Linked DNA regions of Ovis aries: region 1 is linked to region 2. The links are chromatin contacts, called in public Hi-C maps. All regions are on one chromosome and are shown on one strand. The core of a region is the stretch at or near the end of the contact, and the rest is flanking DNA. Distances in the headings are between cores, read along the strand shown.

Region 1 (6,767 bases), core at 4,231-6,730, 640 kb after region 2:
GGGCTGCCGGGCGGCCAGAGGCCTGCAGACGCCCTGAGGCCGACCCTGAGGCTGACCGCGGTCGCCGCGCCGGCTCTCCCGGCCCCGCAGCTCTGCGCCTGCTTCTGAATGCGCATCCTGCTTCCGCGAGACGCGGCTTCTGCGTCACCGCAGCCTTTCCCCAGAGAGGGGGCCACGGCATCGGGACCCCACGGCCCCGACGGTCCCTGGGACGCTGCTCTGATGCCAGACTCGGCATCGAGGGGACTCAGGGACCGAGCCTCTCCTGGTCTTTCTGCTTCTTGCAAGGCCCGGCGCATGGAGTGGCTGGTGTCACGGATCATGCGAGGGCCTGTGCGCAGGGCACTGCCAGTGACACTCAATGACTCATGAGGGGAAGGGGACTCTAAGCACCTCGTACGGGACAGGCCCTAAAGGAGGCCCTTCTGCAAGTGGGATGTCACTTAATCCTCCCAAGTGTTGAACGAGCAAGAATGGGTTCCTCCAAGAGGGAAAAGCACTGACCCAGGCCACAGCACAGATGAGCCTCGAACGCCGAGGGAGGAGGCCGGACATGAAAGGCCACAGAACGTCAGCCCATCTGTAGGAAACGCTGAACCAGGACAAGATGAACCATAGAAGCAGAAAGTGAATGAGTGGCTGCCAATGGGAAGTCCTGAATATTCTGTCAATCCACTCACAACCTCTTCTTTGACGCATATTATTTAGGAGTATTGTTTAAGCTCCTAGATACATGGGTTAATGCTTTTGCGTTAACTTTTTCTTTTCTTTTTTTGACCGAGCCACACGGCTTGCCGGATCTTAGTTCCCCGACCAGGGACTGAACCCACAGCAGTGAAAGCTCTGAGTCCTAATCACCAGACAGCCGGGGAACTCCTGACATTAACTCATTTTAAAAACAGTGGCTGATTCGAGGACAGGCGCGTGACCCAGGATGGTCTAAGGAGATTCAGTCACGGCACTTGCGCTGAGGGCCCAGCCCATCCACGGGTGGGGCCCGCGCCTGCAGAGCTGAGAGGTGGAGGGGGACGTCGGGGCTCCGGTCTTCTCTGTACAAGCCCGTCTGCTCTCCTTTTGGGCAGAAGATGGTTTCACATCTGTGTCTGCCACCTACACTTGAAAAAAACCCTAGCGGATGCAGCTTTCTCACTCACTCGATCTCTATGACCTAAATGTAACGAAATCCCTGCCTCTGATGGCTGTGTCTCAGGCCTTCATCACAGATGTGATCTGCAACGGCTGCGACCCAGACTGGCCGAGAGAAGTGACAGCGAGCATCGTTCATGCAGGTAAAGTGGCGCTGGGACTTCCCCAGTGGCCCAGTGGTTAGCACTCAGCGTTTTCACTGCGGCAGCCCCAGGCTCAACTGCTCGTCAGGGAAGTGAGATCCTGAAAGCCAGGAGGTGCAGTCAAATAAACAAGTAAAGAGGTTCCACTAACTGCCGCGTCTCATAAAAGTTTAGAGGGGTGTTGCCTCTACAAGACCGAGGCAACCCTGGCAATGCCTTACCTGTTCCAAGACGGCAATACCCGGAAGTCCTGCTGGTCCAGGTGTCAGCTGCCTGAGTGCCTGCGGTCGGAGGCTGCAGAGGAAAAGAGGCCTTGTCACAACACAAGGAGTTTCATGAATGAATTGACTATTTGCATAACTGGGCTCCGCTCAGGCGTCCCTCACTGTGTAGCTCCAGAATCTACTTCTCTCCGCCTCTTTCTCTGTCTCTCTCTCTCTCACACACACACCCCCAACACTGAACGCCCTGGGAATCGTGTTGTGAGGCTGCGGAAGTGCGGTGCAGATCAAGTCAGATTATAAACCTTGCAAAAGATGCAACATTTCAGAAAGTCCATAAACGAAATGCTGAGGGATGTTCAGACCTGGCCCAAAGCCATTGGCAAGTGTGGGAGGGCCTGACTTCCCTGAGGCCCAGGGAACTGACAGAGCTGGTGTCGGGCTGGGGCTCCCACTGTGAGTGACGTGAACAGCAAAGGGCTAGGAGAGGCTCCTGGGGAAACGGATGGCGAGCCTGTGTATCTCAGCACAACTGACGGTTTTTATGACAGAGCTGAGAAAACCATACACGACGTGGAGGAGGACGTGGAGAGCAAGCGTTCAATTTGTTGGAAAAAGTATGACCTGCCAAACCAGCACCTAGCGGATCCTTCGCTGGCTCTACAGCTTATCACTGCAGTAAGAACCTAAATGTCCTTGAATGCAAGACACATTCAAGACACTCCCCCTCCTTTTTTTCCAAGGTAAATTCTCAAACTCTTCTGCCCCACTGACCTCATTACTGCGTCACCCCCATTTCCAGTGAGTTCACCTAAGGGTGGATCTTTCTTTCCAGTTCGAGTCTCATCTTGCACTCAAGCAGTCGAGGGCAGGCGGTGACCTCCCGCTCCGATATTGTAACTGTAAATTCTGCTCACACACCCACTCAGGCCACCAGGAAGCCCCCCGCCTTGACGGCCATCGCCGCAGTCTGGGACGGCTCTCACCTCATGTGTCCTCCACGCTCAGTCTTCACCAAAGATCTAAACCAAAGACACCATCATAAAAACAGTATCCAGCTTAGGGACCTCCCTCGCAGTCCAGTGAGAATAAGAGCTCACCTTCCAGCACGGGGGCTGTGGGTTCCCACCTTCCAGCACAGGGGCTGTGGGTTCTATCCCTGGTCAGGAAGCTAAGATCCCACAAGCCTCACCGCCAAAAATCCAAGACATAAAACGGAAGTGATATCACAACAAATTCAACAGAGACTTAGAAAACGGTCATCAAAAAGAGTCTTTAAAAAAACTATCTACTTTGTTCTTCAGCATCTCTTTAATAAAAGCGATAAGCTTATTCCAGACTCATGGGGTTGTTTTGTTTTGGGTGGGGTTTTTTTTCAGGGGGTCAGATTTCTTGTACCTATTTGCCTTGAGAGAGAGAATGCATGAATTGGTAAATAAAAGTAAATGAACCTTTTACAGGTTTCACACGGCAATACATTGGCAATTGGCTTTTAAGGCATGTGCGGATGGATGGGTTTTTAAATTTAGAGCCAACAAAAACCTAGACCCTCCTGAGAAACTGTATGCCTCTTCTTTTGAATATTCGAACCATGAAACTCCTAATCTTTCCCTTGGTGAACTGGCTGCAAAAAAGCTCAAAATACAAGGTTTCTCTTCACTTCTATGTCTGTCTTGATCATGTTTTGCAGGCAAGCCTTTTGCTTTCATGCCACCAGAAATCACTGTGCACGGAGCAAGTTTCATTTGACATAACCTGGATTGTGCACGGAGTTATTAAACCCTGAGAAAAAGCAGTAAGGATAGGAGGGTGCCAGCCAGGGCTTCCCAGGTGGTTCAGCGGTAAAGAATCTGCCTGCTAAGGCAGAAGGCACAGTTCCAATCCCTGGGTCAGGAAGATCCCCTGGAGGAGGAAATGACAACTCACTCTGGTATTCTTGCCTGGGAAATCCCATGGACAGAGGAGTCTACTGGGCTAGTCCACGGGGTTGCAGAGAGCTGGACATGACAACAGGGCTTCCTGAGGGGTTAAGTGATGTGGACAGACCAGGCCGGGGGGAGCCTTCCTTGAAAGGCTGTCAGGAAGCCGGACAGGTTTCTGAGGGGGTGTTCATCTCTTCAGCGAGAGGCTCAAGACTCTGATTACTGCAGAGTCAGCACAAGACCCCCCACCTCTGCCAACATCACTTCAGCTCAGAGAGAGAGAGATGCATGTGGGGGTGGGGGTGGGGGGCTCTAAGACCCCTGGGGGGACCAGAAGTCATCCTGCTGCAGGACAGCACTGCCCCCGCTCTGCCCCTTTACCTGGGCGTGCGCATCAGGAGACCAGTAATCAAGAGTAAGTTTCGGAAGCCCAGATCCCGCCCCTCTCAGCTTTGTGACCTGGGGCAAGTCCTGCGAGCCTGAACATACGGTCTCTACAACGGGGATGGTAACGTGTCTACTCAGCGGGGTTGAGGTTGGACGCGTCACTGTCGGAAAGCACGTGGCACAGCTCCTGGCACACACTACGTGCCAGATTAACGCCAGCTGTCACCATCCCCTCGGCCGTGGACGGCTGGCCCGGAGGGGCTTTCAAGGGTAGAGGCTCCTGGAGCCACCTAGAGGGGTTCACCGGCCTTAGTCAGGGAGCTCCCTAGAGGCCCAGTGGTTAAGACTCCGCACCTCCAATGCAGCAGACGTGGGAACTGAGATATTCGAAAGTCAGAGATTGCAGCAAACCGCTTTTGGTTGCACCACGCGGCATGTGGGGCCTTAGTTCCCCGACCAGGAACGGAACCCTGCGCTGGGAGCATGGTGTCAGCCACTGGCCCACCAGGGAAGCCCTCTGAACTCTTTCCCAACTAGGCGCTCACTTCTGGACTTCTGTGACCCCCGATCCTGCATGTCTGGTAACCGCCAAAGTCTAACCAGTTCCTCATCCCCCACCGTCCCCCAGGTGGTCTGAAGCGTCCCTGGCCTGCCTCCAGCAGGAGTTCTCCTGGGTTTTCCTGCCTAGAAACCCCCCACCCCCCTTTCCCTTAGTAATTTCCCACCCACTGACTCTGTCCTGATCTTTGGCTGTAAATCCCCACTGGTTCCTGCTGCTCTAAGTGAAAAACGTCACGTGCTGTATCAGTAAGCAAAGAATGCTGCCACCTACAAGCCGTCACATCACAGTTGCCCGACGGTGCACCCTGAGGGGACTCGGGGTGAGAAAGCACGAGAAGGCACCCCAGGAAGCTGAGGTGCACATCAAAGGAACGTGGGAAAGCGCTGAATTCCTGGAGATGCCTGGTTTTCCTTTATTAAGCAATCTTCTGACTTTCGGACTACCCGGTCTTTGTTGCAAAAACCTTATACACCCTGGCTCCTCCCTTACCTCTTCGGGGCAGTCCCTCAGTTATCTGGGATGCTGCGTCCTGGGCTCAAGTCCTCAGTTTTGTCCAAGGAATAAAACATAACTCCCGACTTTTAGGTCGTGTGTTTTTTTTCAGTCAACAGGCATTTGGGATGAACCCAGAGGGCCCCACACTGAGGTCTCTTGCGCCCTCCATCAAGGGTCCTGACTGGGACGTTTTCGGTGCTTAAACTGGCGTCCGGCCCTGCTTCTCTCTCAGCTCCCCGTGTTTCCCTGAAGGTCCTGGAACCCATGGCCAAGGGCCAGAAACCCCGTTTCTGAGGCTCCTCAACCACAGAGCTGCAGGGTCTCCCTCAGGAGGGCGCGAGGACGCCCTTCTGGAGAAGTCAGGCGCCCCTCGCCTGAGGGCCAGGGGCCGAGAGGCCCACGGGTTGGTGCTGCAGCCTCTTTCCGCAAACATGGCGCCCAGCCCTTCCCGCGCGGCGGCGCGGAACCCCACAGCGCAGAGTCCCGAGGCCGCAGCAGGAGCCGGAAGTCCCCAGGCTGCACTTCCGGCGGGGGAGGGCTCGGCGCTCGCGGGGCGGGGCCTGCCGGGGCGGGCCCGCGGGGCCTGCGTGCGTCACTTCCGGGCGCGGCGCGGTGAGCGCGGGCGGCATGGCGGGTGGCGGGGTAGTGGGCGTCCCGCGCGGCTGGAGCCGGGCGGAGGGGCTGGGCGCCCCCGGGGGCGCCGCCCGGCCCCCGCCCTCTTCCCCGCGCTGTGGTGGTTTTGCTGCTGCTTCTGTGGGACCGACGGTTTCTCAAAACGCAGAAAACGATTAAAACGATTAGTGGGCGGACCGGAGGGGCGGCGGAGGCGCGGCCCTGCTCTGCCGGGTTTCCGAGTCTGCGGCGCCCACTCCCCTGCGAGGGCGGGCCCCGGGACTCAGGGAGGGCCCTCGGGGTGGGGTGGGGCCCCCGCGCGGGGAGGGATTGTCCTCGTCTGCCTCCTCAGGGAGAAGCGTACTTTGACATCCAGCCTGTGTGTGTCTGAGTGAATCCAGAAAGTTCCGGGCGAATAAAGCCTGTGTGGGCGAACAGACAGGCTTGTGAATGGGCCAACTTGTGTTTCTCTTTTGATACCAAATAGTGTTTATTCTGGAGCTCCCAGGCTATCTGCCATTGACTGATTTCCTTTTCTGTTTTTTTCCTTAACATAAATGAAAGGTGCCATTGAGCAGACTCAGCCATGGAAGGTAAACCATTGTTGACATCCAAGCAGAAGACTGCAGTGGTGTGTGGAGTCCCCACCCAGGTGGTCTGCACAGCCTTCAGCAGTCACATCCTGGTGGTGGTGACCCAGCTGGGGAAGATGGGTACCTTGGTCTCCCTGGAACCCAGCAGCGTGACTGGCGACATCGGCAAGCCTGTGCTGACCACTAAAGTCCTCCTCGGGAAGGATGAGGTAATGTGGTTGGGAAGGGCTCCCCGTGCCCGTACTTTGTCAGGATGGGGAGCGTCTGGAGGCAAGCACAGCCCCCGTCCCCCGCCACCTCAGCCCAGGGCAGCACTGTGCGGGGCCCCCAGATAATTTGAGGGTGTCCGCCTGCTGCGTGCAGCCCGTCGGCATTTTATCAGACAGATGCACAGAGGCACTGATTCTGTAACGTAAGCCTCATGGTAATGAGTTCCTGTTCTGCCCTGTTCTGGAAAGATCATCTGTGAGGTCTGACAGGGTTTCCCTCTGTGGACTCTCACGGCCCTTTCAGTAGAGATAACCAGGAGAGAGAGGAGCCGGGAAGCTGGCCTGGGCTCCTGAGAGGTACTGGGTGAAGGCAGTTAAAGTGGTCTTCTCCCCTTGCCCTCGTCAGCCCCTCGTCCATGTCTTCGCAAAGAACCTGGTGGCGTTTGTTTCTCAAGAAGCTGGAAACAGAGCCGTTCT
Region 2 (7,210 bases), core at 383-2,882:
TTTTAATATGCCGTCTAGGTTGGTCATGGCTTTTCTTCCAAGGAGCAAGCGTCTTATAATTTCATGGCTGCAGTCACCATCTGCAGTGATTTTGGAGCCCAAAAAGAGGGTCCTGGGGAAGGTGGATTCGGGTTGGGAGAGAAACCACCAACTCTGGCCAGCAGGGGGCGCCCAAGGACCGCAGCGGGTTATGCAAGGGGCTGCCCACTGCCCGGGCAGGGGGAGTAGGGGCGTGTGGCGGGGGAAGCAGTCACAGCTCTGAGCCCCCTAACTCAGCATGGCGACATGATCCGGGCAACCGCCAGGGGCCACGATGAGAAGCCCTCTGGGCCCCTTGGTCCCCTCCTAGTGATGATGGACCACGTGCCTTCTGTGCGTCCAGCCTCGGGCTGGACTTGGGGCAGAGGTCACCTTCAGGAGCATTTGGTGAGGTCAGGGCTGGGGCGGCGCCAGGACTGGACTTTGGTCTGACAGAAAACACGGGGCCGGCTCTGGTCCCCGCCGGGACCCCAGGCCCAGAGAGGGCAGGGCTGGCTGAAGCTGCAGCAGGGTCTGGCCTCCAGAAGCGTGGATGGAGACTCATGGGCAGCCATGCGCCAGGTGGACGAGGGCCGTGTCTCCAGACATCCTCACGAGCCCCACCTCCGCCCCTTGTCCAGGCTGTGTCGAGGCCTGGAGCGTCTTCCTCTAACACTGCCCTCGGCAGAGCCTTCCTGCTCCAGCCCAGCTGGGCCTCTTCAGGGCAGCTAACTGTGATGGCCCAGCAGAAGGAGCTCGTTTCAAAGGAACAGAGCAGAGCCCCGCCCTGGCACCCTGGCACCCGTCTCAGCCCCTCCAAGATGTGGCTCAGCCTCTGCTTGTGGGCAGCTGGGGAGCCAGAGGCAGGGCGGGGTTGGGGCGCCCAGCGGCCCCCGGGGCTGTGCTTTTCGTTTCTGAAAGCCCACAGTGACCTGCTGTTTAGGAGGGCCAGGCTGGGGGACACGGAGCCCCTTCAGCCTTCCAGGACCCTCTCCAACCATCCCTCAGCCCAGTGCGCGGGGAGGCGCACCGATGCCACCAGGGGTGGGGCGTGGTGCCCCCAGTCGTGCCCGCAGGAGGAGGGCGGGCACCTCTCTACTCTGTGACTCACTGGGGGAGGGCCGCCTCCTGCACCCCCAGGCGGCGGACGCCTGTTCCTGTAAGGCCTCCTGGACCGCTCCCCCTTCTGAGGATGGAGCCCAGCTTCGTGTTGAGGAGGAATGGGCCAGGGTGCTCCGGGTATGCCCCTCCGCGACCCCACCTGGAGGCCAGTCACTCAGCTGCCTCACACTGACCCCCATTTCCCTCATGGAGATGGAGGTGGAGGCTCCCCCCACCCCCACCCCGGGCTCCCTGCTCTGCCGCCGGGACAGCCCGGACCAGCTGTGATCCTTGATGCCCACCCCTGGGCCCCAGGGCCCCAGCACTCTGTGGGGAGGCGATGCCACCCGCGAGGGCCGGGGCGCCGGGCCACGGTTCCACTCTGGGCAGAGGCTCCTCTGACTCACGCTGGCCGGAAGGAGACCCGCAGCCTCTGCCCACAGCAGCAAGTTCCGCTGTGACTGCCCCACCCCCGCCCAGCCTGGCACAGCAGGCTCTGGGGGCGTCCCCCAGACAGGGTCAGGCCGTGTGACGGCAAGGGGCTGTCTCTCCCTGCACTGTCCCTGCCGCACGCCCAGGGCAGCTGCTGGGCAAACCACACGCTGACTCAGGGCTGCGGAAGGCCCAGGTGGGGTCAGGCGCCAGCCGGCTGCTCCCTGGGCCAGAGTGGGCACCGGCAGGGCGTGCAGAAGTGGTGCCCTCCCCAGCCCGGTGGGGGTGCTGAGCAGGGGAGTGTGCCGGGTTGGGGGAGCTTCTGCCCCCACATCAGGGGTGGGAGGAGAGTCGCTCTTCCACCCTCAGCCTGGTTTCTGATGAGCTGACAGGGTGCACGGTGGGCAGCAGGGAGCAGAGGCGGCGGTGGGGGCCCCAGATCCCAGCGAGGGCCCGTGGGGCAGGGCTGGGGGTGGGGGAGCAGCTGGGGGCTGTGGTCAGGCCGGGAGCAGCCTGTCTGGGCTGTTTGAGGAAGAGGAAGTGAGGGCCCCGGGTCCCGGGGAGGGTCAGGGGAGGGGACTCCCCCAGAGGCCAGAGCAGGCCCTCCCCACCCGACATTACATAGGCTGATTTGAGGAAGGGCCTGAGGATCTGCCTTTGGTAGAAAACATCACCACAGCAGGGATGGGCGGGCCGAGGGGGTAAGGCCAGGATCCAGGCCAGCCCGACCTTGGACCTGGAGCTCTTCTCCACCAGCCCAGCTGCCTGGCCTTGGATGTCACCTGCTCTGAGCCTCAGTCTTCCCATCTGCACAATGGGGGCAAGAAGGTGGCCTGGATGGTTTGTGACAGGGACGAAGCTGGGTAAGGCGGTCCCAGGCCAAACCACGGTGAGCGCCTGTCGCTCTCAAGGGAGGACTGGACTCCATGGCAGCTGGCCCGGGCTGCGGAGTCTGAGAGCAGTGTGTCTGATCACATGAGATCTCCCCCTACACCTGAGGGTGCCCTGGGCTGGCCACTCAAGTTCCTGGGCTTCTCAGGAACATGCAAGTTGCTATTCTGAGCCCAAGTTCCCATGCTACGATAGTTGGCTTGGGGGGATCTCTCATACCTTCCCCACTTGAGTGCCAACGAGCCCCCAGCGCCAGCTTCCATGAACCTGCATCTCGGGCGCAACGTCCAGCCAAGACCAGGACCCCCAGGTTGCCCCAAAGAGCATCTTTATTCACAGCAAAGGACGTCACCATAGCAACACACCTCAATTCCCTGAGAACTTTTCCCTTATCGTTCACTTTCCTAGCTATGTCTTGCAGAAAGAAAAACAGAAAGCAAAGCGCACCTCACTGGCCAGGTGCGCTGAGCTGGGCTGGGAGACAGGCTCTGTGAAGGAGGCGGGCAGGGAGAGGCCAGACACCATGACACATAAATACAGTGTTAGACATTCCCATCAGCTTTAACAACAGAGATTATCCCAAGTTTGGCTTCTGCTTTTTCTGATCCACAGAAAAGATAACACCTTCCCCAAGCCCCTGAAAACACAGACAAAAACACCCTACTTTTTACCCACCCTCTTTCAACAAAACAGTCACAGTAAAAAACACTGTCACAGTATTTACAGACACACCCACTATGGGCGACTTTCTCTCTACTTTGGAGAGGAGTTAAAAGCTCAGCTGGCTCCCCGTCACAAAGGGAAGCTGGCTGAGAGAGCAGGGGAGACCCCTGCCCGGGATGCTTCACCCGGCGGCAAGGTCGCTGGGGCTGCTGTCACTCGGAGCCGTCGTACCCAGGCCGGAGCTCAGCGCGAGGGGGTGAGGGGCACTCCCCCAAACCCAGCTTCCTCGTGCGGAACACAGGGTCCTGTCCTGGGGGCTCTGAGCGGGGAGCCAGAGTCCCGGGGGGGCAGGTGCCCACAGCGGCGGGCCTGTGCTCAGCAGGACGGAGCGGCGCCCACATGTCCCTGCAGAGCAGCCCCTGGGCCCCACGCTGCCCAGAGACCCCGAAAGGGTAACAGAACTGTCCTCAGAGTGACCTCCCACACAAATCCTTCCGGGGCGGAACACGGACAGACAGACAGGCGGGACTTTGCCTGCCCCTTGGCAGAGCAGAGCTGCCCAGCAGTCTGCTACAGGGATGGGTACACAGCACACACACAGGCGCAGCCCCGGGGTGGCCTCGAAGGCCCAGACCGGGGCGGCACGACAGGGGTCCTCGGGCCCTTTGGATACCAGGGGCGCCCGGGGACGGGGTTTCAGCCACGGCCACTAGAAGATGGCAGTGTGGGGGCACCAGGGTGTGTCCGGGTACAGATGGCAGTGGACAGAGCGGAACCTGTGGGGACAGAGTGGGGGCTTGTCCGTGCGGGCTGGGGGCCCGCCTCCACCCGAGCAGACTCCTGGGGGCCGTTGAGCTGCAGCAGACCCTAAGGGACCTCAGTGAGCCCGCCCCCTCTAGTCTTCCCTTTCCTCACCTCGACGGGTCAGCCTCCACCGAGAAGGGCCCCTTAATGTGGACAGCGTTCCGCTTGTTTTCAAACATGCCGTAGCTCAGGGTCACCTGCAGGGAGACGGAAAGGGTGATCCTGGGGGGGCCGTGGTACCAAGGCCAGCCTACCCTGGCTCTGCCCAAGGCGGGCATGGGTGTGACTCTGCACGAAGGGACAGCCTGGCCTTCTGCCCACCTCGGGGCTGAGAAGCCAGGTCCACGCTGCACCCCCAGGAGTAAAGCCCAAGGGGGCTTTAGCTGGGACGGCGGCCTCGCCAGCCACGGCGAGGAATGTTTACGGGTACAGGGAAGACCCGAAAGGCTCAGAGTAGGTGTCCCGCTGAAGACAAGAGGCAAGATGGACGAACCACGGGAGTGCTGCTGGGCAGACCTGGGTGCCTGGGTGGCAACTCACAGCCGGGCCTCTGGTGACCTATTCAAAGCCGTGGCCCCTCTGCGGCCCCCTCCCCACCTTCTCCCTCCCTCCTGTCTGCCCCTTCCCTGCTCTCCCGGACGCTCTCCTCCAGCGTGCGGCCCTGGCGCGCGCACCTGCCGCACACCTGCTCGGGGAGCCCCGCGGCCCTGGCGCGCGCACCTGCTCGGGGAGCCCCGCGGCCCTGGCGCGCGCACCTGCTCGTGGAGCTCGGAGGCAGGCACTTGCTGCAGATTCTCCAGGTGGGAGTGGAAGAGCCCACAGCGCACGAGGGGCACGCCCAGCAGCGCCTCCACGATGTAGCCGATGGTGCAGTCGTCAGGCAGCCGGATCCGCTCGGCCGTGCTCATGAAGTGGCCTCCGCTGCGGGAGGGAAGGGCCGAGGGCCGCAGTGAGCCGAGGGGGCAGCGTGCCGCTTGGCCAGCCGGGCTCAGGCAGGAGGTGGACGCGCCCGGCGGGCATCCCTGATGGGGCTCCCACGCGGGCGGCTCCCAGCCTCCCTTTCCTCCGGGAAAGCCCCCTCCTCCATACAAGCCTGAGGACTCCCTGTGCGTGGAGTGGGGGGGTTACCAGATGCAGGAAGGGGTCCTCACCCCCCTGGTAGCTGGCAGGCGGAGGTGGGGACGACTCACCCTGCCGGTGGACGTGAGGTTTGGGGACGCTGGGGCTGGGAAGACGAGCCGTGCCAGGCCGGCCATGGGGGGACCCTGGGAGATCAGAGGCAGCCTCACCTGCACCCCAGGGCACTCACCTGGCCCAGGGGCTCATCTTCAGGGCTAGCCCTCGGCTGATGCAGAAGCCAGCCCCGCCGGTGGCAAACCAGAAGTGGACAGGACGCTGCAGGCACGGAGGGCCGTGGTGAGACTCCCAGAGCCCTGCTGCCGGGCACCCCAGCCCCCTCCCCGTGTGGCGGTGCAGGCTGGCGTGGGGGGGGCACTCACCACCGTGTTTTCGCTGACCCGCTCTGTGGCCTGGATGGGCCTGTCCAGGCTGGGCTTGCCCAGGTAGACGTCCTGTGTGTGCGGGTAACTGCCCAGCAGCCTCAGCAGGGCACGCACGTTCACGTAGTTATCGTCATCCACGTGGCAGAACCACCTGGCGGGGGCAGGGCCGTCAGGGGGGCATCACGCGGGTGGGACTGCCAGGGCCAGAGCCCCACCAGGGCACGCTCCCGGGGCCCCGCCAGAGGCCGGCACTCACTTCCTCCCTGACTCGATGAAGCGGTCATACTCCACGGCCATCTTGCAGGACAGCGCCTGGCGGCTGTGGGCGGCCGAGCAGTTCGTGTTGACCACGTGGCCTGCGGAGAAGGGGAGGGGCTGTGAGTGGGTCCAAGGCCGGTCAGAGAGGGCAGCCTGACCTGGGGTCACACAGCAGGCCCGGGGCAAGCAGAGCGGGAAGGGGTATGAGGGGTGGTAGTCTGTCCCAGGGCGCCCTGGGTCCAAGCAGTGCCTGCTCAGCCACCCCACTCAAGCCCTCCCCCGAGCCGGACACCGGCCTGCAGACCCCACCCCCCAGCACCACCTCGTTGGGCGCCCCGCCCCGCCCCGCCCCGCCCCTGCCCATTCAGGCGGCTTTTTCCCAGCACCAGCCACCTGTTGCCGCCACATCAGCTCAAAGGGCCCAGGAGCTGAAAGGGCCTCATTTGCATGAGAATTGGGGGGGGTGGGTGAGTGGTGGGGCGGGGCGCTGAGCAAACCCGTTGAGTAAACTGCCCTCCCAGGTCCTCGGCCGGCAACCTCTCCCAAGGGGACAGTTTCCTCCAGGCAGGACCCCCCTCGCTTTCCCACGTCCAGGGCTCACCCGTGCGCCTGGCCAGCGCCTCGTCTTCCCCATCCGTGAAAATGAACGTCTGCGGGGAGAAACGCGGCCTTGAACGGGCAGCTCGGGGGCCCCGGCCACCGCAGGGCCGAGGGCTGGGACCCCTCGTGCCCATGCCGCATCTTTGAGCCTCCATTTCCCCCCGTGCAGAGCGGGGCTCCGGAGCCTACCATGAGAGCAAGGGGACGGGGGGGAGCTCGGGAAGGACCCCCACCCCACCCCCGACCACCGCGACAGCTGCGCCCAAGGTCACCGGGAGGCGGCTGCCGGCACGAGCCAGGTGCGGTGCCCCGCCCACCCGCCAGGTAACCGCTCGCGGCCCGCCCTGCGCACCTGGCAGGCACACACCCTTATTGACACAGTGCCCGGCCTGCGGGAGGGGCAGGGCACAGGCGGAGGAGGTCGGCTTCGGGAAGCCAAATCTCAATCAGTCGGGGACAAAGGCCTCTGCTGGGCGGCTGCCAGGCGCTGGCGGACAAAGGGCCCGCAGGGAGGGTGAGTCACCAGGCATTGTCCGCCAGCTTTGTCCCGGGCCGCGCTGCGAGGGGAACTCGGCCGCGTTAAGCGGGAGTGGTCACACGGCCCATTACCATACAGCTGGCCTGGTTAACTGGGCCGGGCTGGGCACAAGGTCCGGCGGGCAGGGGTGTGGCCACAGCCCCGCGGTCCCCCAGGCGGGGCCCTCAGGACAGGGCCCTTCGCACCGCTGGCCGTGTGGTCAGCCCGCCAAGCCAGTCGCCTTCCCTGAGCCAAAGCAGCCTCCAGGGTTCTCCGGAGATGCTGACAAGTCTGCGGGGCTGGGCCGGGAAACCGCACAGGCCCCGCACAGGGATCAGCGCTCCCTGCGCCCACGCGGCCCAGCACCTCCGGCCACAGCTTTGGCTCACAGACGGGCCTTGCCCGAGGCCGCATCGAAGCTCTG

The links. Hi-C and Micro-C count contacts between places; a contact is called where the count stands out from the background.
Region 1: a contact with region 2 is called in a Hi-C map of liver, with 3 times the contacts expected there. The contact joins the promoter of PSMG3 here to the enhancer-like site in region 2. A contact is called at or near these places in 3 of 16 Hi-C or Micro-C datasets (hypothalamus, liver and tail adipose tissue).

Annotation. Positions count from the first base shown.
Region 1 is chr24:41,760,650-41,767,416 of ARS-UI_Ramb_v3.0, forward strand. It overlaps PSMG3 (proteasome assembly chaperone 3), which reads left to right and starts at 5,481. Exons shown (of 2, transcript XM_004021069.5): 1 at 5,481-6,290; 2 at 6,697-6,767. The coding sequence starts at 6,075.
Region 2 is chr24:41,129,334-41,136,543 of ARS-UI_Ramb_v3.0, forward strand. LFNG (LFNG O-fucosylpeptide 3-beta-N-acetylglucosaminyltransferase) reads right to left here. Exons shown (of 8, transcript XM_027961478.2): 2 at 6,271-6,319; 3 at 5,668-5,767; 4 at 5,409-5,562; 5 at 5,219-5,304; 6 at 4,665-4,830; 7 at 4,021-4,106; 8 at 2,754-3,881. The coding sequence ends at 3,815. Among named protein-coding and RNA genes, the nearest start is that of LFNG, 7.6 kb to the right of the region's middle. Within about 2 kb of position 1,633, at least 17 of the 54 cell types and tissues checked have an H3K27ac peak or open chromatin away from gene starts, as enhancers often do. A contact at or near this core is called in liver, where this site is marked.